Regions from separate parts of the Mus musculus genome. Here region 1 is linked to region 2. The links are chromatin contacts, called in public promoter capture Hi-C maps. All regions are on one chromosome and are shown on one strand. The core of a region is the stretch at or near the end of the contact, and the rest is flanking DNA. Distances in the headings are between cores, read along the strand shown.

What was found. Promoter capture Hi-C pulls out the DNA fragments that hold promoters and counts their contacts.
Region 1: a promoter capture Hi-C map of frontonasal cranial neural crest shows a contact between it and region 2. The contact joins the promoter of Wls here to the promoter of Ptger3 in region 2. A contact is called at or near these places in 2 of 39 promoter capture datasets (the 3T3-L1 cell line and frontonasal cranial neural crest).

Annotation. Positions count from the first base shown.
Region 1 is chr3:159,836,893-159,842,820 of GRCm38.p6, reverse strand. Wls (wntless WNT ligand secretion mediator) reads right to left here and starts at 3,171. Exons shown (of 12, transcript NM_026582.5): 1 at 2,774-3,171. The coding sequence starts at 2,879.
Region 2 is chr3:157,564,803-157,570,370 of GRCm38.p6, reverse strand. Ptger3 (prostaglandin E receptor 3 (subtype EP3)) reads right to left here and starts at 3,495. Exons shown (of 4, transcript NM_001359745.2): 1 at 2,526-3,495. The coding sequence starts at 3,353.

The DNA.
Region 1 (5,928 bases), core at 1,922-4,421, 2.3 Mb before region 2:
CTACAACTGAATATTAATCCAAATGTCATATAAAATTCTGAATACTAAAAGAGTTATACAATCAGAGGTGAAAGAGTTTTTAAACTCATTTATCTACCAGTAAGGAGATAAGTCTATTGGTTAAGTGACTTGCCTGGCCACTTTGAGATTCATGATTTGCTATGGCTGTTTAGGGCATGAGTACTTTTGTTTTTGTTTATGTCATGTATTTCCAATGAGGAGCTTTCCCATAGTATTTTTCTCCCCTGAGTTTCTCGGAGGGGCATGGATCCAAAAGTATCAGAGTGGCTACAGTTCAGAAGGAACCTTAGGAAGACTACTTTATCATCAGTATGCCTGACCCCATAAGTAGCAGTGGGATTGAATAGTAGAGCTCTGCTCTAGCTCCTGTAATTTCAAGAACTGCTTGTACTAGTCCACTCTGAACAGCTTCATCTACTTTCAATTTAGAGAAGCTGAGTGGAAAAAATAGCATGTACCTCTTGTTAATATCCATTTCCTGTATTTAGGTCATAAGAGAGCCTAGGTTACCTTAATGTATTTAAGATTAAAAAAAAATGCTACTCTGCAAGTGAAAGAAGTAAAAACTAAAACACTATTTAGTGTAGGCTACATATAATCTGTTAAGTCTCAGTACCAGAACTGAGAACAATTACTGCAGCTGGGAGAGAAGGAAGGTAAAACAGTGATACAAAGTAAAGTTATATAAAAACTTCCTCCAAGAAATGTTATGTTTCTTTTCTAAGAAAAGTTAGAACTAACGTAGTGTATTAAGTTAGGAAAATCTATTTAGGCAGGGCCTGCAGCTTCATTAACCAAGTTCTACCTTAGATGGGGTGGGTTGGGAACAACCTTAGCACTACTTACTTCCTACTTCAAACAACCCTAATTTGAGCAAACAACTGCTCTAACTGGTAATTCTAATGTCCAGCAAACACTTGCAGGGGGTCTTTGGGATCTCCACTGTAATGGTGAGGTTCCAGAAAACATGCTAGTTCCAGAAGTGCTATAGGGAACCTACTACAGGAACCAAGAGGTATGTGGGCCCACATCAGCTTCGTGGGGTGGGGTGGGGTGCAGCTACAGGAAACTGTAATGGTTTACTGTGTGCAAAAAACCTCAAAGGAGAAGGTCAGGCAAGGATAATAGGCCAATTTAATCCTGAAAGCACAAGGTGCAAGAAATTTTATGATGGTCTGCCACTGAAATCACACAAGATCCAATAGCATCCAACTGCAACTGCTCATCAAGGGAAACAAGAGGTGTAATTGTAACCGCGGTGTAATCACTGAGACTGCTTCTGCCTACAGCTCCCAGCAGAGAAGTATTAAGAGCCTGGAAAATCCAATTCAGAGAAAAAGAGATTGTACATGGCGTAACGAAACAAAAGCTGTGTGTGTGTGTGTGTGTGTGTGTGTGTGTGTGTGTGTGTGTGTGTGTGTGTTTCTGTGTGCTTTGCCCATATGGAGGACAGAGGCTTAGAAATGTGTACTCGACCTCCTCAGAACTCCCTTCTTGAAGCTTCTCCTCTCCTTTGTTTAAAACACTTAGCCTGGTGTTACAAAGATTGCCATTACCAGACACTCTGGAATGCTAACCCAACACACCCTAGTCTATAGGAAAAACACCGTACCCACTACTCTCACCCCCTCAAGGGAGCTCCTGCGCTGCCCAGGGACTCCCTCAAGAAGCACAGACCCCTGCTTGAGCTCTTCCACCCAGCCAAGAGCAACAGCCAGCCCCAAGGAAGCTAAGCTGCCCAGCAGCGCCCGCTCCGAAGTTGGCACTGAAGTTTGTCCAAGGATGTCCGGAACCTTGAGGAGAAAGGGACATGAGGTGGAAAAGACAGTAGGAGTAAGTTGAGTTTTCCGAGTGGATCCTAAGGCAGAAGGTCAGTTACGTTCGAAGCCTTTTTTTTTTTTTTTTTTTTTGGTGCGCACTGAGAAAGTCTCCCTGGCGCCTGGGAGCTGTCACCTGAGGGCAGCCCAGGAGGGAGCAGGAAACATCCTCCTGGCGCCAGGGGAGGACCTCAGGCTTCAGACTCACTGGATCTTGGGGCTCAAAGCAGAGGGGGAGGGGAGATGGCAGAGGGGACAAGAGGCAAAAGCAACACCTTTCAGACAGGCTTTCTCCTACGCCCTCTCCAAGTTCGTGCTGAGAGGGCCAGGACTCTCCCAAACCACTCTATGAGTCCTCAGTTCAAACAAGTCCACCGCCAGAGATGGGTGGGGTGGCGGCATGGAAGCCAAGGGCTTAAAGGTTGAGACCCTAAAACCAGCTCTAGTCCCTCGCCGAGACAACCTAATGCATTTACACAAGCCACAGCCAGTAACAGCTCGCGGCTGGCACAGGGCTTAGCTCCCGACTCCCCTGTTATTCCTAATAAAGTCGATTACGTTGCCCTCCCGGTGCTGATTGGAAGGGAACCGAGAGGGAAAGGGGGGCGGGCGAGGGAAAGAGCACGGGGAGCAATCAACTTTGCGACCCAGCACTTCCTCGCGATCCGTCGCCATGCTTAAGATCCACCCCCACCCCCTCCTGCCTTTCAAGTGGATACTGAAACTAGGCCAAAACTTTTCCCCTCCTTTTCTCTTTGCCACTAGACTGGATTGTGCCCCATGGAGCCCCATGGAGCTCTGCTTTCTTAAGCACAATAGCCGGACTAATTAGATCATAGAGGCAAGGCAGCGATACTGTAACAAGTAGCCCAAGAGGCAAAAGAGGGAAGGGCCGAAGAAAGGGAAAGGGGAAAGTTTGCAGCTCTCACACTTACCGATCAAGCCTCCCACCAGAAAGGCAACGATTTGGAAAACCAGAAGAATCCCTCCAACAATGCAGAGCTTCTTGGTACTCATGTTTTCTATAATTGCCCCAGCCATTTCTGCGACCCCCTTTCTTTTCTCCTTTAAGTAAATGTTTTAGGGTATGCTTTCGCTTCCCCTCTCCTTCTTCCTTGCCCTCTTTTCCTGGTGCTGCAAAACTTCAAGGGTGCGTTAGCAGAGGAGGTGGGACAGACCGCAGGCGCCCGCGCGGATGCCTGGGCGAAGCCGCTTGGGCTCCCCAGATGCCCAGAGCTGAGACTGCGGCCGCCCGGCAGCCAGTGGACGCTTAAAGAAGCAGGGAAGCGGATCACATGACACGCCTCCCTCTCTTTCTTCCTCCCTCCCTCTCGCGCTTCCTCCCTCCCTCCCTCCCTCTCTTCCTCAACCCTGGCCCGCCAGTTCAGGGATCTCAGCTCCCGCCAGCTCTGGCTACCCGCCCTCAGGTCTGGCCTGCAGCTTGCCCCGGCAACAGCTAACATCTTGAGGGGGGTCGGGTGGCTGGTGTTGTTAAATGGGCTTGGCATACGCAGTCTCTACCATGTTTCCTTTTCGGGTTCCCAAAGTATGGGATTTAAGTTACTCATGGGCCTCTTTGCAAACCCTTAACTTACATGTTGAACCCACCCCACCACCAGCCATTTGAACGCTAGGAAAGAGGTGAATTTTAAAAAGGAGTCTAATGAAGTTAAGTCAAAGTATAAAGAGAAGAAATAAGGTCTCTGTTCTGGTACCTTCTGCCTTGCCCTATCCTGGAATTATAACCCGCTAAATTCCTCATTACACGGCCCTTCAAGAGCCTTATTATCCAGACAAATCAAACGTCTGTTCCTTACTCTACCCTGGACTGCCAGTCTTGGTGTTGACTATTACCTAAACGCTTTAAAGTTCATTGAAAACTCGACTTGTTTTAAAATTCTTGTTTTGGTTTTTTACACCACCTTTATGTTCCAAGGGTCGATCCCCTCCAATCATGCTCTCACATTTTCACCTTCTATAAGGTCTTATGAATGCACATTTGTTTCCATTACTAAGCTGTAAATTTCTGGGAGACTGGGACCAAGTTCAATTCTCTTTGTATCTGCCCCCACCCCTCAGTGCCTAACAAAATTCTCACACTAGGAGACCCTGCATGAACTTTGGTGGAATGAATAAATGAGTGAATGTTTAAGCAAGCCCACAGCTTGCATTTAAAAAGCCTAAAGGACTTTAGTTGGGTAGGTAGTATACATGTTAAATAGTACCAGTTAGAGTTTCAGGTGGGTGGTCACAGCTACTAGGAGGCTGAGTCAGGAGGATTAGTAATTTACGACCAACCTGGATAATTTTAGAGACCCTATCTCAAAACAAAAACTAAAAAGTGATCTGGGCCTCTTGTTTAACTTGATCTGAGGTCCTAGATTCAAACCCCATGGAAGGCAGAGGAGGAAAGAGAATGTTAGCTCTTTGAGAGATTTACTTATATTGATACACTACATCCAAGGAAAAGTGGTGATCTTAAGAGATTTCTTGATAAGGCTGACCCAAACTCCAGGGCCTGGTTTTTCCATGTTTCATAAACTGTCTATTTAGCCAATGCAACTCAAATCACACATTAGCTTTATAAAGGTACCTCCTGGCCTCCCAGTACAGGTTTCCAAAGCCACCAGCATACCTGATTTCTTGCTTCTTGTCATCTTCCTGTGGAGGAACTATTTACTGTCCTCTTCTTCCTTCAGTTACTTGTCCAACATTTGCTTACAATCTTAATGTGTTTTCTTTTCCTTCCTGAGCACTAGAGATTATATCAAAACTTCAAGAGTATTCTGAAGGAACTACAGGGTAGTTGTGATTCACTGTATAATGATTTTCCAAATTGTAATTGCTGTGTGTGTGTGTGTGAGAGAGAGAGAGAGAGAGAGAGAGAGGAAGAAGAAGAAAGAGGGAGGAGGAGGAGGAGGAGGAGAGAAAAAGAAGGAAGGAAAAGGAAAAAGGAGGGAAGGGAGGAAGAAATTGATATCCTTATTCCATAGGGATCCTGCTGGAAACTGGATAATGGGATTGCTAAAACTGAAGTGTTCATTTCAATTGGCTCATGGCCCTTTAAGAATCATCTTTTTATATCACCGTCCCTGCTTCATCAAGCCTAAGCATAAAATCAGATAGAGTCTTAGTTACTTTTCTATATCCATGATAACACATCATGACCTTGACAATTTCTAGAATAAAGAGTTTATATGGACTTACAGTGCCAGTGAGTGAGAGTTCATGATTTTAGAGTAAAGGTATGGCAAAGGAACAGTTGATTCCCAAGTAGGAGGGAGAGGGAAAGATAACAGGGAATCCCTGAGCCGTTTGAAACTTCAAATTCTACCCCTGGTGAAAACTCTTCTCTGATAAGACCACATTTCTTCCTCCTTCCCAAAACAAAACAAAACAACACAAAACAGAACAAAAGGTTCTACCAATTGAGAAACAAGTGTTTAGATACATAAGCCTATGGAGGCAATCTCATTCAAACCATTACAGTTACCTTCCATGTATCATTGGTCTTGAATAGGTTTCTTTGCATATATAATGGAAAGCTTTGAGTAAATGTGTTATTCTTTTCTCATAGAGTGGGTTTTGTGATAGGAGTTTCTCCATGAGATGCTTTTAAATTTCAGTTTCTGTTGTCTTTGTAAATATTAATAATGACTATCAAAATTCATTTCCCAATTTGATAACATAAATATGTAGAAAAAAGGCTTAAATGTTTTTCCTGGAATGGAATCTAGATTCCTGCCCCTGCTGTGTGAAACTACAGTACATTATAGTTAATAGTGCGCTCCAAGGCTCAATGTTCTCACCTATAAAAGAAAAATGATAATAATACCAAGCGTATGGTATGTTCTTACAAGGTATAGACACTTATATAAGTGTATAAGAAGACACAACAATTGAATCAATAATCTTGATCAAAGAAAGAAAGCTAGAAACTCTGGTGCTTTCTGAGCATGCACAAAACCCTAGTTTTAATCCTAGCAGTGCATAAACTGGGTATGGTGGCACACATCTGTAATCCCAGCACTCAACAGGGAAGATCAAGAAGATCAGAAGTCATCCTTCATATATGGAATTTGAGGCCAGC
Region 2 (5,568 bases), core at 2,246-4,745:
GGCCATTCTTTTCTTACAGGTGTAAGAGAATAACTATTTTTTTTTTGTAGCAGTAACAATTATTATCAGAGAGACTTCAAAACAACATAAATTTACAGCCAAGCAGAATATGCATCAGTCTCCTATGTTAACTCCTCCAAAGACAGTAGAAAATCTACATTTTTACTCAGAGAAAATGTGCAAAGACAATTTCTCATGTTGACATTTACAGGTGGAAACAAAGGTCACGAGGCTCTTGTAGCCTCTTTACCTACCAAGAAAAGGGCTCTGTTCATGTCTTTCTAATGGAAATGTCAAGTTTGTACTACAGTTCTTTATGACAATATGCTGATATGTGCTTTGATGGTACACCAAAGAAATTGCAACCATTTTTAAAAATGTGCCTATTCCCAAACTGTGAAGAAGGCTCTGTTGGTAAAGCACTTGTCACACTATGAGGACCGGAGTTTGGATCACTTGCTCCTAGATAAAGTGTTGTGTAAGTGCAGTGGCCTCAGTAACTCTGTAATCAGAAGGAATGGGAAGCAGAGGAGATTCCTGCAGCAAGCCAGCCAGCTTAACCAACACAGTAAGAGAGCTCTGGGTTTCTTGTTTGTTTGTTTGTTTTGTTTGTTTGTTTTTTGAGACAGGGTTTCTCTGTGTATCCCAGGCTGGCCTGGAACTCACTTTGTAGACCAGGCTGGCCTTGAACTCAGAAATCCGCCTGCCTCTGTCTCTCGAGTGCTGGGATTAAAGGCATGCGCCACCACGCCCTGCTCAAGCTCTGGGTTTCAATGAGAGAACTTGCCTCATACATAAGGTGAAACATGATCAAAGAAGACACTTAACCCCAGCCTCTAGGCCCCACATGCGGAGGTCATCAACAGCACATGTGCACACCTCCACGTGTGCGTTCTCTTTCTCGATCACATATACACACATGCAGAAATAAACAAAAATGCCAATTTTGAAACAAAATTTCTCTTCTGATACAACCTCATGTTGAATTCATTTTAACTGTTTTATTGAGAAATTATTGTATAAAGTGTTAGCTAAAATGCAACCAGTTGGGATCATCCAAACGTGCAGTCACCCCATTCTTGTGTTTTACAGGCATCTCTCTATGCTCTGGATCCTAGGGCAGGACTCCTGACAGTTGTGCTATGTTGGGACACTGTTTGCCTCTAAAGCCATGCTGGTTCAGTGAAGTGTTTACTCTGGGAGCTTCATTTCCCTCTGCTTGGCCACCTACACCCCATTCCTCAACCACAGCAGTAAATGTCTAAAATTGGTGCTGGTTCTGATAAACATGGTGATGACATCAGCCTGTGCTCCAGCTCCTGGAGAACAGTGACTACTCAGTCACTTGTGAGCAGTTAGGTCCCAGCAGCACTGTCCTGTCTGTACAACTCCAGGCCAGTTACCGCAGGGATCTCTAAGGCTTGTCATACATACTCAGGGAGGGTGGGTAAAGAAAAGAACCATATAACCATTTGAAAGGAGATTAACCTTATGTGGCACATCAACATGTCGCTGACCTCACTGAACTGTATATGTAAATGGGAGAGAGAGATGTAAGACAGACAGAGAGAGAGAGAGGGAGAGAGAGAGAGAGAGAGAGAGAGAGAGAGAGAGAGAATCGAGTCTGCTATGTAATGGTCAATAACTGTACCACACCATGGGGATGCTCCTCTGCACATTAAGCCAGGCTGTGTGAGCCCAAAGTAAGCATCCATTCTTTGCCAATTAGCAAACCACACTTATCCACAGAAGTTTCTAGCTACAAGTGCCACAGGAAAAAAAAAAAAACCCTCAAAAACACCATGTGAGAGTTGGGGATAGGGAGCATGCGGAAGCATGGCTTCCTCTGGGTAGTTCTGTGATGGATACGATGCCAAGGACCGAGAAACCCTTACCTCCTGTCTCTGGAATTGCGGAGATCTGCGATTCACTCCTCTATAAGGATGGGGGGGGGGGGCACAAGTGTGTGTGTGTTGGGGGGGGTAGTGCGTGTGTGTGTGTGTGTGCTACTGGAGAGTCCTCCACTTTGGTGTACACAGTACCCGGCTTCTTAGGGGGCTGCGGCATCTGTGCCTTCCTGACCCTCCCTGCAGACAGTAGCTACCTGAGAACCTTTAGTGCTGGCAACAGAAAGACAGTTTGCCAAGAAGGTTAGTTGCTGTGCGGCTGAAGCCATAGGACCTGCCTGGCTCCCAGGTGCCCAAACATCGCAGCGGGATTAGCAGGTTGAGCTAGAGTTGTCATCATACCTCCTCTTATAACGCAAGGGGCAAACATCAGTCTGCACTGGCTTGAGCAGCGTCTACCCACCTCTGTGCCTAGGCTGTTTGCATCTTCACAAGCGCCTGGCAAGTCTGGACCGACTTGACTAGCTCTTGTAAGCTCCGCAAGCGGCTTAGGCTCTTGGCTGGAGGCTGCAACCCGGGGCCGCATGAGCGGCAGGAATTCTGGGTGCTAGTCACTTTCAGAAAGTTTCCCTACATTTACGGCTCCCTACAAACGCCCCCACTCTACCAACTACTTACCAATAGCGGCGACCAACAGACGGACAGCACACACATGATCCCCATGAGCTGGATGGCCGTCTCCGTGGTGATTCTGCCCCACTGGGCGCTGGACTGCGAGACGGCGGCTTTGGCCCGACAGCGGGACACCAGGGCTTTGATGGTCGCCAGGTTGCAGGCAAAGGTCACCACCAGAGCCAGCAAGCCCAAGCAGGCGAAGGCGGAGGCAAAGGCCACGCTGCCCGGCTCGCGCGCAGGGTCTGTCTCGTTGCCCGCCGGCCCGGTGCTGATGAAGCACCACGTGCCCGGCCACTGCACGCTGTAGCGGCCCACGCCCAGCACCGGCAGCAGCGCGAAGGCGAGCACAGACAGCCACACGCCCAGCAGTACCGCGCGCGTGGCGCGAGTCTTCATGTGGCTGGCATACCAGTGCGGCGCACGGATGGCCAGGGCGCGCTCCACGGCCATGGCGCTGGCCACCAGGAGCGAGGATAGCCCGAACACTGTCATGGTTAGCCCGAAGAAGGTGCACAGACGCCCCGATGGGTCGAGCTGCTCCCAGCGTCGCTGTGACAGGTACACGAGGATGACCACCGGGCTGGTCAGGAGCTGCCCCACTAAGTCGGTGAGCGCCAGCCAGCCAATGCACAGCAGGAAAGACTTCTTGCGCTTGCTCTCGCGGCGCCGGTAGCTGCGCGACACGAGCAGCATGGCCAGCGCGTTGCCCACGAAGCCAGTGACCATCATGGTGATGGGAAAGGCCACGGACACGGAGCCGCAGTCGTCGGTAGTACTTGACAGGTTGCTGTGCGCTTCAGCAGAGTGCTCCGGCGCCCACATGCTAGCCATAGTGGCGGGGCCACGGTAGGGCGCACGGGGCCGGAGCCTCCCGGCTCAGCTGCGGGATAGCAGCAGAGTGCACTGGGGGACAGCCGGAGCCCAGGCTCTGCTCTCCATCGCCCGCCGCCTCCCGCGCTAGGCTGCGGGGACTGGACAGGCGCCGCCCGACGCCGCGCGAGGCTCCTCCCGCGCCTTGGAGCTCGAGGGGCGGTGCTGCGAGTAGGCAGGCGAAGGGCGGTGTGGGCTGGGATCACCTGGCGCCGCGCCCCCTAGGTCTGCCTCTCCAGCTCTGGGACTCTGTAAAGTGCTCATCAGCCTTTGGGTTACGTGACACTGGAGAAAAGACGAAATCTGACATGTTAGTAGCTGCGTGAATCGCAATGCTGATTTCTCCTCATGTTTGACTGTCATTGAATTTGTTTTATTTAATATATATATATAAATATATATATGTATATGTATCAATATCATATGTATATACATATGATACTCACATCTGGGAAAGAATAGGGATGAGTTTGTGTTTTAAGTCTTCCTGAAACTATTGCCTTATTTTACTTTGGACTAATTCCAAACTCATATTGGTAAAATACTTTTCTAGGATAATGTCAGTTTAAAAATCCAAAACCAAGTAAGCACACAGGTGAAAGTACATAGCAAATTCACATTTTCACTGAGTGACATTTCAGTATAATGATACATTTAAATTTTAAGAGTATTCTGGAATTCATACATCAAAGAAAATATGCCACCCTTTAGTTAGATCAAAAATTTTATATTTATTAATAACTAACTTGTTTACATTATCATCCCCCTATTTCCCACCCCGCTGTGTGTGTGTGTGTGTGTGTGTGAGAGAGAGAGAGAGAGAGAGAGAGAGAGAGAGAGAGAGAGAGAGAGAGAGAGAGAGAGAGAGAGTCCTTTCGTATTTACATTGAGGTCAGACTTCAACATGGAGTGTCTTCCACTGTGACTCCCGGCCTGGTATGGCCTCACACACCCAAGCCCAACAGCCAGGCTACTTTTACTCAGGTGTTGGGAATCCCAATTCAGGTCTTCCTTTGAGTGGTTAGCATTCTATTCATTAGGTCACTTCCCCCTGCCTAATGCTTACTGAGAAGGTCGACCATAAGAACATGTATTGGCAAAGATAGTTAATCAATCTCTCTCTCTCTCTCCCTCTCTCTCTCTCTCCCTCTCTCTCTCTCTTATTGGATATTTTCATTTACATTTCATGTTATCCCCTTTCCCGCCCCTCCCTGTAACACCCTATCACATCTCTCCCCCTGCTTCTAAGAGGGTGTTCCTCCACCCACCCACCCACTCCCACCTCCCCACCTTTGATTCCCCTACACTGGGGCATCTATCCAACCTTCATAGGACCAAGGACCTCTCCTTCCACTTGATACCATGACAAGACCATCCTCTGCTACATATGCAGCTGGAGCCATGTGTATTCCTTTGTTGACAGCTCTTAACAAAGTTTCAGAAACCCTTCTCTTCTTGAAGCATTTTTTTTTTCCCAGCCAGAGTTACCTACATTTTAGCTGTTCACCCTGCAAATAAGTAACTTTTAGATTCTCCTGGTTGTTTTCCTGTTGGTTCTTTTGCTAGCTGCCAAGAGTTGACTTAGTTCATTTGAAACGACACTCCCCTCTAGTGGCTAAACTGCTAACATGCACTATCTTGTATTAAAGAGAATTTCTTTAAAACATTTTTTTTTTTAATTCTTTAATCCCCCTCCTGGTCTGCCTTCTAACTGTTCCACATCCCATACCTCCTCCTCCCCCCAAAACCCCGGCTCCAAGAGGATGTTCCCCACCCCCCACCCCTCAAGACCTTCCCCACTCCTTGAAACCTGAAGTCTCTTGAGGGTTAGGTGCATCTTCTCTGACTGAACCCAGACCCATCAGTCCTCTGCTGTATGTGTGTTGGGGGCCTCATACCAGCTGGTGTATGCTGCCTGGTTGGTGGCTCAGTGTCTGAGCGATCTCCGGAGTCCAGGTTAGTTGAGACTACTGCTCTTCCTATTGGGTTGCCCTCCTGCTCAGCTTCTCCCAGCTTTTCCCTAATTCAACCACAGGGGTCACCAGCCTCTGTCCATTGGTTAGGTGTAAATATCTGCATCTGAGTCTTTCAGCTGCTGCTTGTTGGGCCTTTCGGAGGGCAGTCATGATAGGTTCCTGTTTGTAAACACTCCATAATATCAGTAATAGTGTCAGGC